Linked DNA regions of Macaca mulatta: region 1 is linked to region 2. The links are chromatin contacts, called in public Hi-C maps. All regions are on one chromosome and are shown on one strand. The core of a region is the stretch at or near the end of the contact, and the rest is flanking DNA. Distances in the headings are between cores, read along the strand shown.

Region 1 (3,932 bases), core at 1,196-3,695, 490 kb after region 2:
AAGACAGAATATGATTCCAATCACAAGACATTTAATAAAGCATATATGTCCTGTTCTAATGACAACATAAACTATTTTACCAATCGCTTCATTCATTCCAATAAATATGGAATTCTCATTAGCATGTCAAGGAAGCTCAATGGAAAACAAATACATGAGATCCATTTATCAGTGCCCTTGCCTCTGAAGCCCAGGACAACCCAGGCCCAGCAGTGAAAACTCGTGCAGAGGCATAAACTTTCTCACCTGTTTGGTCATTGAATCTATGAGGCGAACATACAGATCTTGCTCTGTTCTGACTCCTGCAAAAAACAGAGACAAATTCTCATCAGGATTTGAGTGCTGCACCTTGGGGAGGGCACACGGGGCACAGGAAGTCTGTAACTCAGGACTGCTGCCACGGTGATGCAGCAAAACTTAGGCAATCCCTTTGAAAGGGAGAAAGAGAACCCCACCACTTCTCGCTTAGTTTTTTTCCCTTTCTTAATTAAGAACCTTAAGACTCTTAGGGTTTGCATTTCAAGGTGCAAGGAATTTGCCTGGTGGAGAGCAGGCCTGGTGGCTGTGCGAGGTGGGCCCATGTGGTCGTTTATTTTTAGAAAAGAAAAAGCACCAAATGGAAACTGAGTGAGAGGCTGAACTCTTGCTAATGTCTCTCGAGGATTTAAAAAAAAAAAAAAAACTCGTTCACAGGAAGTAAGTTATGCTCCGTTTATGGAGCTACCCCCATCCCAATAATTAACATTAATTTGCAAAATTGAAAAAAGTCACTTAAAAGTGATGTTCTGCTGGAGCCCGTATCGATCTTTTTTTTACTTTCTACTTCAAGCCCCACCGGTTAATCATGTGAAGTGCCATCGACTTATTGATCGTTTATGTTTTGTTTTCCTTCTATGCCATGAGAAGATTTCGTGTTTACATCCATGTCATTTTAATCTCAAAATCTTTATGTCCTTTCACCAGCGCGGAAAAGGAGAGCCAGCCGTTGCAGGGGCGGCGAGCAGGCAGCAGGCACTTACCGTTGCTGTACAATAACTGGAGTTTATAGTGGATGCCGTTGTTGGTTTTCTCGTTGTTTGGCTCCTGAAAGTAACGATAAATAATTGCATTTAGTGCGATCGGTGTCAGGCGCGGCCACCGCGCTCGGTCCCCCTCCGCGACCGAGGCTCTCGGCCTCACACATGGCAGGATTCCTAGCTCGGAGCAGCGCGGTGATGTCACTTTCCTGCTGGAAGCCCAGCGTTCTCCTCGCCCCGAGTAAGTCCGAGGGCGCAGAGAAGTTGCCCAGCCCTCAGCGGTCCCGGGCGACCGCACGTGGCGGCGGCGGCGGCGGGGTGGCCTGGCGGAGCCGTGCCCGCCGCCGAGGGGGGCACTTGAACCCCCGCGCGCCGGCACCGCCTGACTCCCACTTCTAGAAAGAGAGAGGGTGTGATCGTATGTTTGCACTTACTTTCTCTTTCTCCACAAAGTCCACAAAAGCGGTCCTTTCAATCTCCACCGGCTGCCCCTGCCTGTCGTAGAGCGCCAGCACGAAGTGGAAGAAATTGGATTTCCGGAGGTTGGAAGGCGGCTGCTTCTCGAAGTGCGCCCGCGCCAGCCCCACGCCGCTGCGGGAGGAAAGAGACAGCGGCCCGGTGAGGAGCGCGGCGCCGGCCGGCGGAGGGGGCCGGGCCGGGCCGGGGCCGGGACCGGGGCGCGCGGGGGCGGCCGGTACGTACCTCTGGGCGGCCGTGTTGGCGTCCACCACGCCCGCCGTGTGCATCCACGAGCGCACCGGGTTCATGCCGCTGCCCAGCGGCTCCTCCTTCATGGTCGTCCCCCCGCGCGGAATATTCTCCTGAATCCCAAACATGAAAACTGTTGGCGGCGGCCGCAGCTCCCGGCCGAAAGCGTTTCCTCGAGCAGCGGCGCTCGGGGCTCGGCGGCAGGCGGCTGCCCTGGCCGCCCTCGCCCTGCTCGGCGCCTGCGGTCCGGCCCCGCCGCCGGCTTCAGCCCGTCCCGGGCAGGCGCGACATACACCAGCGGCCGGGCTCTCCGGACAGCCAGGGGCACGGAGGCGGCTCCACCGGCGGCGGCGGCGCTTCGAAGAAGCAGGACGCGGTGGCCGCGGCGGCGCTTGTTGTTGTTGTTGTTTGCAGGCGCGCTCAACGTGGTGTCATCCTAGCCAGGCGGCGTCCGCGGCTGCAGGACACTGCGGGATCGCCCGCTTCTGGCGCGGCCCGCCTGCTCCAAAGACAAATAAACGGGGCAGTGAGTGCTGCGGCGCAGTCCCGGGCGCAGGCGGGGCGCGGCGGGGCCTGGAGCGGCGCGCGCAGCGGACGGAGGCGCACAAAACTCAGCCCTCTCTCCCCGAGGAATGGACCCTTTCCCGGGAGCCAAAACTCGAAGCCCCCGGGAGCGGCGCTGTCAGAGGGTGACGTCGGGGGGCGGTGCCTGCGCCATATATGGGAGCGGCCGCCCCTCGCCGCGCCCCTCGCCGCCGCCGCCGCCGCGCTCGCCGACTGACTGCCTGACGGCGCCGCGAGCCGGCCCGAGCCCCGCGAGCCCCGCGAGCCTCGCCGCCGCCGAGCGCCACCGAGCGCCGCCGCCGCCCCCCGCCACGCACCGCGGCTCCTCGCGCCCAGCCGCGGCCAAGGAAGTTACTACTCACCCAAATAAATCTTGAAAAGAAACAAACGCAGCCGCTGCACAACTGCAGCTTGGCCCCTTAATACCTGCCTGCAAAACCTGCCACACAGTCAAACACGATGGGCGGGGCGGGGGGCTGTAAAATGCCGAAGCGCCCCAAGTTGCCCAGATGCATGCAATAAATGCAAGGGGCTGCAGCTCTGCCTGGGGCCGCCCGAAGGAGAAGTGGGAAGAGGCAGATCAACCGCAGGGAGGGCGCCGGAGGGAGGAGCGGGCAACGGACTGGGAGGAGGGGTGCCCAGGGCTCCCCGGCCAAGGCTGGGCGCGCAGCTCAGCCTGATTTCTAAGCAGACCTAAGGCTGCTGCAGGGCCGGCCAGTCCCCTTCTGAGCCCCGCCGGACACCCCAAGCTTCCTACCCCGGCGGAGGCCTCCGAGTGCCGGGCAGGGAATCCACGTCGGAGGCAGGTTCTGCTAAAAGCTCCCTCTCCCCCGGTGGCCGCGGCAGACCCCGGTCCCTGGCCTGTTCTTAACGCACAGCGAGTGACAAAGAAGGCTCTGGTCTCTCCGGGCCGACGGGAAGCGCGCCCGGCCTCTCCGGCGACCCGGAGCCGGGTGTCTGGCTGCGCGACCTGCGCGGTGGCCAGACCGCCCTGGAGCCAACTGCTCCAAAAACCGAGCGGGCGCCGCGGGCTCTGTGGCCGGGCCCTCAGAGCCGCCGGACCCGGGTGAGCGCGCGGCGCGCGGCTTCCCGACCTGGTTTCTAGGAATCAGGAGGGCAGCCGGGCGCGGGCAGCCTGTGGGCCCCGTGGCCCAGCTCCTGCAGCCGGGACTCCGCGCCCAGGCGCGCGGCCCGCCCAAAGGACGTCTGCGCGACACAGAGCAGAGACCCAGGGGACGACCAGGAACTGTCCCAGGCACTTCCCTGCCAAGAGAAATCAGGCCCTTTTGATTAAAAAAAAAAAAAGATTGCAGGGCGCAAGTGTGTCGCAGGGCAGCCTCCTCCCGCCGGGTCTGGGGCAGCACTCCCTTTTCCCGTGAATTGGCAGCGTGTGTACGTTAATATTTTAATTAATCGGGAAAATCGAAGTCCGATTCACGTTATCTGGGGACCCCCACGCCTCTTGGAAGGAGTGAGAAAAAAGATGTGTTGGAAAGAGATCTATTTTGCTGGTGTTGGGGGTTAATGACTATTGCCAAAGATAAGTGAATTATCAAAGCTGTTGCGCCAGTCCCATCTCAAAATCCATTACGGTGCCGGCCGTCTAATTAAATACGTAAGTATAATAAAATCATATTTTATGAC
Region 2 (4,183 bases), core at 158-2,657:
TGCTGAAGTTCTCCTCTGAACAACCCTTATCACTCATGCTAACATGTTGGATCCTGCAAGTCACAAATACGAAGGTATGAGCATTGGCCAAATCCCAGCTGGGAAGCTACACTGGGAAGGCGAAGACCCCTTTCCATCAAGATAACAGAACCTAGAAGGCCCATAGCATGGTGCCTTAGAGCATGTGGGCATCGGATGGGATCCTTGAAACTGCCAAGGGGTGTGTGACCTCTCCGAAGCCTCCAGGGATGATACTACTCCCTGGGGTGGTTATGCCAACCATGTTAGAGACAATGGTTTCCGTACCCATTGCCTGGGGCTGCCATAATAAAGTGCCACACACTGAGTGGCTTTAAACAACAGAAACCTATTGTCTCACACTTCCGGAAGTTTGAATCCAAGGTGTGTTAGGACCCTGCTCCCTCCGAAGGCTCCAGGGAAGAGTCTGTCCTCTTTGGCTTCTGGCGGCTTGCAGGTGCAGCCCTCCACTCCTCCTCCCCACGCGGCCTTCTGCCTATAAGGACACGAGTCCTACTGGATGAGGGGCCCACTAATTGATGGCTTCATTTTAACTTGTTACCTCTGTAAAGTCCCCATATCCAAGTATGGTCACACTGTGAGGTACTGGGAGTTAGGACTCCAACATAGCTTTTCTGGTGGACACAATTCAGCTCCTAATAATGTCCACACAACCCCAAGCAGGGCCTGGCACCCTGTGCGCTTTCTGCAGAGCGACTGAGTCAGGCCCTGGCCGTGTCTAGGCCATCGGTGACTACAGCGCCTGGACGGGACCGCCCACCACAGGCCCTGGAGGCTGCCCCACGGCCCCCTGACAGGGTCTCTGCTGGTCTGAGGGTCCCTGACCCGGGAAGCGGCCTCAGGAGGGGAAAGACTCGCGCTCCGGGCTCAGTGTAGCCGCCCCGAGCAGGACTGGGATTCTCACTAAGCGGGCGCCGTCCTACGACCCCCGCGCGCCTTCAGGACCACTCGGGCACGTGGCAGGTCGCTTGCACGCCCGCGGACTATCCCTGTGACAGGAAAAGGTATGGGCTATTTGGCAAACTAAGGCACAGAACCTGAGGCGGAAGCTGGGAAGACGCTGCCTGGTTTGTACCGGCCAAAGGGCCGGGGTGTCAGGCGCACAGAGTAGCTAGCTCTGCTGCAGGACCCGGGCCCGCGGGTCGGCACCAGCGAGGCTGCGCAGAGTGGCTCAGGTCCGGCGCCGCCGCACTGGACATGCGCCGACCCGGTCGGGCGGGAACACCCCGCCCCGCCCCGGCCCCGCCCCCGCGCGCCCCGGCCCCGCCCCCGCGCGCTCTCTTGCTTTTCTCAGGTCCTCGGCTCCGCCCCGCTCTAGATCCCGCCCCATGCCGCCAGCCCCGCGCCCCCTCGGCCCCGCCCCCGCGCCCCGGATATGCTGGGACGGCCCGCGCCACTAGAACGCTTTGCGTGCCGGCGCCCGCAGGTCCTCGCGGTCCGCACCGTTTGCGACTTGGTGAGTGTCTGGGTCGCCTCGCTCCCGGCAGAGTTGCGGGGCTCTGCCTCGGGACGGCGGCAGTCTCGAGTGGTCCTGCAGGCGCCCTCACTCGGGTCTGGGGCCGCCCTGACAGCCACCTACCCCGGGCGAACTCCAGGTGCGCCCCAAGTGCCTCCAAAGTGTTGCCCAGCCTTCCCCCGGGCCTAGGGTTCCTGGACCAAGCTGCGCTGCAGTGACTGTGGCCTGGCGTGTGGCGGGGTTCGTGGCAGCCCCTGCCTTACCTCCGGGTGCCGGCTCCAGGCCCGGGCCCCGGGTTCTTCCTGCCCCTCCATGCTGCCAGCTTTCCCTCCGCCAGCTGCTCCGGGAAGCTTCCAGAAGCCCCTGCGCGGGCCTTGGCTTGCAGCAAGCCTTTAGCATACTTGGGCAGAGTCCCATATTTCCTTCCTGCTGGAGGCCAAGTTCTAGGGGCCTCCTCCTAACCATGGCTGGTGTTTGTGTACCTCACACCCTAATTGTATTCATCAATACCTGGGAGTAAGCAAGGCTCGCTGGAGAGCCACACACACTGGGCGCCGTAATTCCCACATTGGTGACAACACCGCAGAGGAGTTCTGAACTATGTATTTCGCACTCCTGGGTTCATCATCTCCTGAAATCTCAGGGTGGTGTTTGCTCTCAGTTGCCTCAGCTGGGTAGCTGGCTTTCTATCCTGGAAAGCAGACTTTGTACATGTGTGTGCAACCTTTGCCTGCTGGGACCATCATCAGACTGAGGGAAGCGGCTTGGTCCGGAGAGGGGTCACCACAGCTGTTCTCAGTAGAATATTAAGCAGAGAGAGTTAAGCACAGAGAGCTGAGAATTAGACTGGTTATTTACATAGACATCCAAATATAAACCTATAGAGTATCTGTGAAGGCAGACTCTCCCGTCATCTGCCCCATCCCTGGGCAGGTGACTAGGAGATGGTTTTGTTATTTTCAGGGCCCACTCAGTGGCTAAAACACTCTGAGAGATGAACAGATTTAAAAAAAACGAAAGCTTAGCACACTTGGTGGGTGGGGCTGTGAAAACTTTGAAGGAAACCGCGTCAAGAGCCTGGCTGATTGTTAACAACACATTAACTCAGAGGGCCAGGATACTTGCTGGGACCCAGAGCGTGCCTGCAAGTAGCAGAGGAGAGCTGGCCTTACTCTGCCGCCTGTCGTATCTGTCTTCCTGGGCCCTCCCTCTCCTGTTAGAATTTGAATAGTGGGGTGGTATCTGCCACAGTCAGGGGCCTGGATGAAGTAGGCCTCCAGTACAGAGCTATACTCAGGTACTTTTCAATGTATATATTTTAATAATAATAAAAAATATCTGGGCCAGGCACGGTGGCTCACGCCTGTAATCCCAGCACTTTGGGAGCCTGTGGTGGGTGGATCACCCGAGGTCGGAAGTTGGAGACCAGCCTGACCAACATGGTGAAACCCCGTTTCTACTAAAAATCCAAAAATTATCCAGGTGTGGTGGTGCGTGCCTGTAATCCCAGCTACTTGGGAGGCTGAGGCAGGAGAATTTCTTGAACCTGGGAGGTGGAGGTTGCAGTGAGCTGAGATTGCGCCATTGCACTCCAGCCTGGGCAACGAGAGTGAAACTCTGTCCCAAAGGAAAAAAAAATCTGTATCACAATAACGATTTAACTAATAGTATTAGGCACTACTTTAAAAAGGCTTTGCTGTTAGTAAGGTTGAAAGAAATAGAGCCCTAGGTAACATTGGGTAGCACTTTGTTCAGCTGCTCAGATTCTTGAAACTTGTTGAGGTCTTACGTTGATATCACCTGGGGCTTACCTTTCATTGTTTGGGTTTCCTTCCCAGGTGTCTCAATCAGGGCCTCCTCTCTTCTTTTGCAGGAAGAAGGGGGCAGGAAGGCCTGAAAAAGAACTTGCCTTCCCCATTGCCCCCTTAGAGTTTGTTCCTCTCCAGTCTTCTTCCTACCCTTTCTTAGGACACCAAAGCCCTGACTCTTCTGGTATTTTATAATAAAATAAACTTACTAAATTGTCCTGTTTTGCAGAGGACATACGTTTAGGAGCCAGTGACTCAAACCTTCCGGTTGGTTTTTTTTTTTTTTTTGGTGTTAATACCCTTTTCAATTTATAGTATATTCTTTTTGATAGAAAGAAAATGAAGGCAAAACTGAATTTTCTGCATTATCTTTTCCTTTAGCATTATTCTTTGATTGTTTTTGCGCTTCATTCTGACCCCCTTCCCCAATATAAAGTTCCTTGTTCAGATCCACTTGCCGTGAGGTTTTTGACTTCCCTTTGGGACTCTAGTTCCTCCAGGGGACACATTGAACCTCCCAGACCCTGAAGGGCCCTGTACTCATTTGGCTCTTGGGCTGCTGCTACAGTCCTTCCTGACTCTCTGTTTCCTGGGACAGGTAGCTTTTGATCCAGCTACTTTCTGGGCTCGGGTCTTACCACAGAATATTATTTTATTACTTTTAGAGACAAGGGCTTGCTCTGTCGCCCAGGCTGGAGTGCATAGCTCACTGCAGCCTCAAACTCCTGGGCTCAAGTGAACCTCCTGCTTTGACCTCCTGAGTAGCGGGGACTACAGGTGTGTGCCACCATGCCTGGCTAATATTTTTTTTAGAGGCAGGGTCTCCCTATATTGCCTAGGGTGGTCTCGAACTCCTGGACTCAAGTGATCTTCCCTCCTA

What was found. A called contact is a pair of places that touch in the nucleus more often than the background predicts.
Region 1: a Hi-C map of liver shows a contact between it and region 2, with 2.7 times the contacts expected there. The contact joins the promoter of EBF3 here to the promoter of MGMT in region 2. A contact is called at or near these places in 2 of 14 Hi-C or Micro-C datasets (fetal cortex germinal zone and liver).

Annotation. Positions count from the first base shown.
Region 1 is chr9:142,005,091-142,009,022 of T2T-MMU8v2.0, forward strand. EBF3 (EBF transcription factor 3) reads right to left here and starts at 2,446. Exons shown (of 15, transcript XM_077945625.1): 1 at 1,719-2,446; 2 at 1,451-1,607; 3 at 1,020-1,083; 4 at 247-302. The coding sequence starts at 1,852.
Region 2 is chr9:141,518,335-141,522,517 of T2T-MMU8v2.0, forward strand. MGMT (O-6-methylguanine-DNA methyltransferase) reads left to right here and starts at 1,408. Exons shown (of 5, transcript NM_001257605.2): 1 at 1,408-1,495. The coding sequence starts at 1,415. It overlaps LOC114670071 (a long non-coding RNA gene), which reads right to left and starts at 1,845. Exons shown (of 7, transcript XR_013397867.1): 1 at 1,759-1,845.